2 separate regions of the Sus scrofa genome follow, and region 2 is linked to region 1. Evidence: chromatin contacts called from public HiChIP or PLAC-seq data. All regions are on one chromosome and are shown on one strand. Each heading gives the region's core, a stretch centred on a gene start, on an enhancer-like site or on the middle of the called end of the contact. The rest is flanking DNA. Distances are from core to core; before and after follow the strand shown.

Region 1 (2,634 bases), core at 69-2,568:
ATGACGTGGAGTTGTTGGAGATGAAGCTAGAGAGATACCTTGGGTACCAGTTTGGAGGATCTGAGAGGTCATGCAAAGAAGCCTTTTCCTTAAAGGCAACAGGGAGCTATTGAATGCTCAGGATCACATTGAGGAGGAAGACTTGGCTCAATATGGTTGCCTACTTACTCCAAAGACAGTAGTTAAGATCACTGATATGGGGAGTTATCGTCATGGCACAGTGGAAATAAATCAACTAGGAACCATGAGGTTGTGGGTTCGATCCCTGGCCTTGCTCACTAGGTTAAGGATATGGCATTGCCATGAGCTATGGTGTAGGTCACAGACAAGGCTCAGATCTGGTGTTGCTGTGGCTGTGGCATAGGCCTGTGGCTACAGCTCCAATTAGACCCCTAGCCTGGGAACCTCGATATGCCACGGGTGCAGCCCTAAAAAGACAAAAGACAAAAACAAACAAACAAAGAGTCCCTGATATGGTATTGACATGATGAGTTGGTTATGAAGTCCATTCACACATGTGGCTAATTTGGTGGGTGGGAGGGAGAGAGGAAGGAAGGGAGTGAACTATTAAAGATTTCAAATTATAAAGTGAAAGAGGAATTTCTCAGCTGGGTTAGACAGCAAGGACACGCTCTCCTTGCTAGAAACCAAGACCAAGCTGATACCCAGATCTGGCACATACCGTGGAATCTGAGCAGCACCCATGTGAGTTGCTGGTTAAAATTCTGCTGGGTTTTCCCTGATAAACCCTTAGACACTTAACATTCATTTATAATGAATGCTCATCCACAAAACTTTGGCTTCAGGCTGGACCTCAGCCTAATTAATCTGTTTTTTTTTTTCCGGCATCCTTCCCAAATCTATCAGGGGGAGTAAAATTTCAGCAAGGTTGCTTGCATTTCTGGAAGAGGTCTTTTGCATTTCTCATCATTTGGGTTTTTCCCCTTTCAGTCCTCTCACACCAGACTTCAGAAATGTATGTTTCAGTCAATATTCTATTAACCAGAACACTCAGGGAGTGGGGGGTGGGGGAAAAGAAATTTTCTGAGTAATAGAAGGATCTGTTGATAGAACTCAATTTGGTTCCGTCTTCTTTCTGGCTGCGAGTTATTAAAAAAAATGTCTGAGTCACTTTTTCTGCCCTGCGATTGTGATTAAGTGGATTCTTGCTGAAGAGGGTTCTTGCGGCCACAGAGGAGTGGTGTGGTCATCAATAACCACAGGCCGGGGCCAGAGAAAGGGTTGAAAAAGGAGGAGGGCAGAGGTCAGCCACCCCTGACCACGTGGCAGCAGGGCACCACGGAAACTGAAAGCCAGCTGCTGCCACATCCCCCGTGGCCCCCTCCGTCAGCCTCTTCCCCTCACATCACCCGGCAGAGGACAGAGGGTCAGGATCGTGGCACAATCCTGTCTCTTGCCTCATCTTCCCCTGACTTTCCCGAGGGAAAGATGGATGTTGGGGGAGTTATTTTAAAGGGCAACTTCCAGGGCAGGTCCTAAGGGTCTGGACACCCCGGCTCAATCACGTATTAGGAAGAGCAATGCCCCGTGAACTGGAAGAGGGCATTTCTTGTCCTGATCTGCTGTTCATTACCTGTGTGGCCCTGGGCCAGCGGCTTCTCTCTGGGCCTCATTATCTGGCTCTGTAAAGGGAGGGGGCTGGGCTGTGGTCTGTGGGGTCCCTTCCAAGCAGCTGTACAATAGGGCTAATAATGTCTTTCATGCTCACCTCAGGGAGGTGCGTTGAGATCAAAATTAAAGTGATGGGAAATACCTGGGAAGCTGTAAAGGCCTATGTAACTGGGAGTAAGTCTCCATGACAGGGATTTCCTGATGAAAGCCAGGTGTCAGTGTTTCCAGGTTGGAGGGAAGGGGGCCTGGGGGAGAGGCGAGGGAAGTGAGGTGGGCAGCTGGCCTCTCAGTCTCTCTTTAGGCAGGCTCCCCATCCTGCTCCCACTCTCCGCACCCAGGAGGACCCTACTCCCCGCCCCTTGCCCGGCGCACACCTTGTGACACTGGGAGAACCTCCGTTGCTTCTGCACCCTGGGTCCTCAGGACATCTCTGGCGGGCAAGCAGACAGATATCTTCATCACGCCTCTGACAGGATGAGAAACCAAGTCACTTCTGGGGAGAGGTCAGACGATGCACCCCAAGTGTCCTGGCAAGTCAGAGCCCTAACCAGCCTCTCCAAAGTATGATCAGAGAAGCACAGGCTCTGAAAGCAGAGGGTTCTAATCCCTGCTGGGCTGACTCCCTCACCAGCTGTGTGCCCCGGGCCAAGCTCTGCAACTTCCCTGAACTTTACTTTCAGACAAATCTGAGAGGCCTTCTGGATGCTTCTCAGGAGGTTTCAACTGAGTTGAGCCCCTTTGCCCACAGCAGTGAGCTCAATAGGACCCCCATATGGGACAATGCCTGGCACTGGAGAGGCACTTACAAAGGCAGATGCAGCTGGAGCAGCGAAGTGCACTGTTTTCCACCGAAGGCTCTGAAAATCTACCCCCTCTCACCACCCCCACCACTGCGTAGACCTTGTCTTTAGAACCAGACCTCACTCAAGTGCACTCTGACTCCCACACGGCTCCTCTTCACTCCCCAAGCCTTTGACCTTGAACCTCAGCCGTTCTCAGGAA
Region 2 (2,634 bases), core at 51-2,550, 160 kb before region 1:
GGTGTTCAAGGGTGCTGGTAGATGTTGCCAGAGTGCTGGAGGGCAAGGCGTAGAATTTTAATTCTTAATGGGGTTCTATCTATGACATGAAACCAGCCAAAATTTAGCCGTTGCCTAAAATGTGTTGCTTGCTTCTTTCCACAGGTGGCCAAAGCCTTTTGGATGGCAATTGGGGGAGACAGAGATGAGATCGAAGGCCTTTCGTCGGATGAAGAACACTAAATTATTCATGCTAGGGCTTGACTAACAGAGACACTAACTCTCTCTGCCTGAGAATCCTTCCTAACTCACCCAGTCGTCATTTGCTGAACTTCCCATCATCGTGTTGGCTGCCTGAGTTGTTTGTAGGGTCCTGTTAATTATAGTTTTTAGTTGGGGGGGTGGTAAAGGAGAACCTTCTCCTCCCTCAGTGTACTATAAGGGGGTGAGAATGACAGTAGGGAGTGAGAATTTTTGAAGTATACTTTTTTGTTCTAGGAGCAGGAGTGGGCTAAGGCTCAAAGCCTGTGTGATTGGAGTTAAATCACAAGTTAAGGCCCACCAAGCCATTTACTGGTCAGTCTTTGCAGTACCAGTCCTTCTGTTCACACTTGATTACTGCAGATGTGCTCCTTTTCCTGGGTATTCTGGATTTTTTCTTTCAAGGAACATGCTGCTCTGAGATTTGATGCTTTTGATAGGCGGGAAAGAAGAAGCTGCAGATTTATGCTATAGTATGTAGATGATAGGCCAAAGTGACTGGCCTTCAGGTTAGTCTCTAGTTTAAAAAAAAAAAGGCCTGGGCACTTCAATTGAAATATAGTTTCTGAGCTCATGCTAGAGAGTATTGAGAAAGCAGTGTGAGTTTAAATGATGCAAGGGTTTCCTGCTCTGGTAGGGATAAAGTAAACCCATCTTCCGAGTTGTTGGACATGGGGAGGGAGAGGGCAGTGTGTGTATAAGAGAGAAAGAAACTTAGGAATTCCCTGTATGGGCCATTGAAACAGTGTGATCATGTCCCGAGACTTTTGTATTACCCCGAAGAAGCTTTTCTTAAGAGTTCTCCCCTGCTACATAAGATGTCAGAGCTGTGTTGTCACACTTCATACCCTCAAAACAAGGCATGTTTCTTCCTCTCTGAAAGCCAGAGATCACTGCCAAAATAGTAAAGCTAAGGAGTGGGCTTGATAGGGAAGGATGTGAAACTTTCGTTAGGCAATGAATCCCTGCGTACCTTGTGTTGTTTCCAGGGCCCTGTGGGTCAGCCCCAGGGCATCTGATCACCAAAGGGGAAGTTTGCAAAGGAAGCTTGGGAAATACAGCAAATAAAGTCCTCATTTCTGTTTTTGTAAGCACTGTGTAATGCATGTTGTTAACCTATACTGTGGTAGGCACTGCCATAGCTCTAAATGGGCTCAGGACACACGGGCTGAAAACTGCTGTTGGCTTCGTGTAGGCTGTGAACCCCTTAGGTCACCAGCAGAAAACAAGTTTCAGACCCCCCTGTGCAACACCTAAGCCCTGCAGAACCTGAAATAGGTAGCAGAAGGAATGGAATGTCCCAGGTTCTGGGCCAGGCCGACCAGAGGAGCAAGCAAAGGTTTGCGTGATTGGGACACTCAGGAAGAGCCATTCCAGAAGACATTGCAGGCTGTCTCACTTGATGACTTTGTATCCTTCTCCTTGGCTTTCTTTGAGGTGGCTGCATCAACCATTGATTGGGAATGTAAGGGAAGTTGGCTCTGGTGCTGCAAAATGAAAGGTGGAAGATGTCTTCCTTAAAACAAGGAAGGTTTCAGAAAGTACATTAGGTCACATGGTTAGGGAAAACAGATAAGAAAAAGCTGTGAACTTGATTTTGTGGATTAAACAAAGCCAGGTGATTAAAATGTGATTTATTTATAAAGTCTGCTTATGTGCATATTTAAGATTTTGTTGTTTTTTAGTGGGGAGGGGGGTGTTGGGGTGAAGCCTTCCTTTGCTGGAGTGGGCATAAAAAGCCAATCATCTAAGAGTTTGTCAAACTCACTATTTTAGAATCTCCATGCACAGGTATAATATTAACTCATGTCTTCAAAATCTCAGCTGTCTGGGGATATTGCCCTCTTCTAGGGAACATGTGGGAATAAAGCATCTGGTGGTATTCTACTAAAGGCCCATTTTAAGAAGCGTGATCATTGCAGTCTATCTGAAGTGACCTATGTACATGCCACCACAAATTATTATGGACTGTCCATCTGGGATTTAAAATAAGAGACTCAAAAAAAAAAAAAAAAAACCAAAAACAAACAAAAGGAGTTCCCGTCGTGGCGCAGTGGTTAACGAATCCGACTAGGAACCATGAGGTTGCGGGTTCGGTCCCTGCCCTTGCTCAGTGGGTTAACAATCCGGCGTTGCCGTGAGCTGTGGTGTAGGTTGCAGAGCGGCTCGGATCCCTCGTTGCTGTGGCTCTGTCGTAGGCTGGTGGCTACGGCTCCAATTAGACCCCTAGCCTGGGAACCTCCATATGCCGCGGGAGCAGCCCAAGAAATAGCAAAAAGACAAAAAAAAAAAAAAAAAAAAAAAAAAAAGAGAGAGACTCATTTTTTTTGGTTGTCATTTTTGTTTTTTCTTAAACATTTTTCTATTCGTGTTGTCACACAGTGTCTAACACAT

The links. HiChIP or PLAC-seq counts read pairs in DNA pulled down with a chosen protein or histone mark.
Region 2: an H3K27ac HiChIP or PLAC-seq map of alveolar macrophages shows a contact between it and region 1. The contact joins two enhancer-like sites. A contact is called at or near these places in 1 of 5 promoter capture datasets (liver), 1 of 47 Hi-C or Micro-C datasets (liver) and 2 of 2 datasets of contacts at active chromatin or transcription factors (alveolar macrophages and skeletal muscle).

What each region holds. Positions count from the first base shown.
Region 1 is chr1:164,973,880-164,976,513 of Sscrofa11.1, reverse strand. The region is part of intron 1 of LOC110261941 (a long non-coding RNA gene); the gene reads left to right. Among named protein-coding and RNA genes, the nearest start is that of SMAD3, 23 kb to the left of the region's middle. Within about 2 kb of position 1,318, at least 14 of the 83 cell types and tissues checked have an H3K27ac peak or open chromatin away from gene starts, as enhancers often do. A contact at or near this core is called in alveolar macrophages and liver, where this site is marked.
Region 2 is chr1:165,129,352-165,131,985 of Sscrofa11.1, reverse strand. AAGAB (alpha- and gamma-adaptin-binding protein p34) reads left to right here. Exons shown (of 9, transcript XM_005659865.3): 9 at 145-2,634. The coding sequence ends at 188. Among named protein-coding and RNA genes, the nearest start is that of AAGAB, 62 kb to the left of the region's middle. Within about 2 kb of position 1,300, at least 14 of the 83 cell types and tissues checked have an H3K27ac peak or open chromatin away from gene starts, as enhancers often do. A contact at or near this core is called in alveolar macrophages and liver, where this site is marked.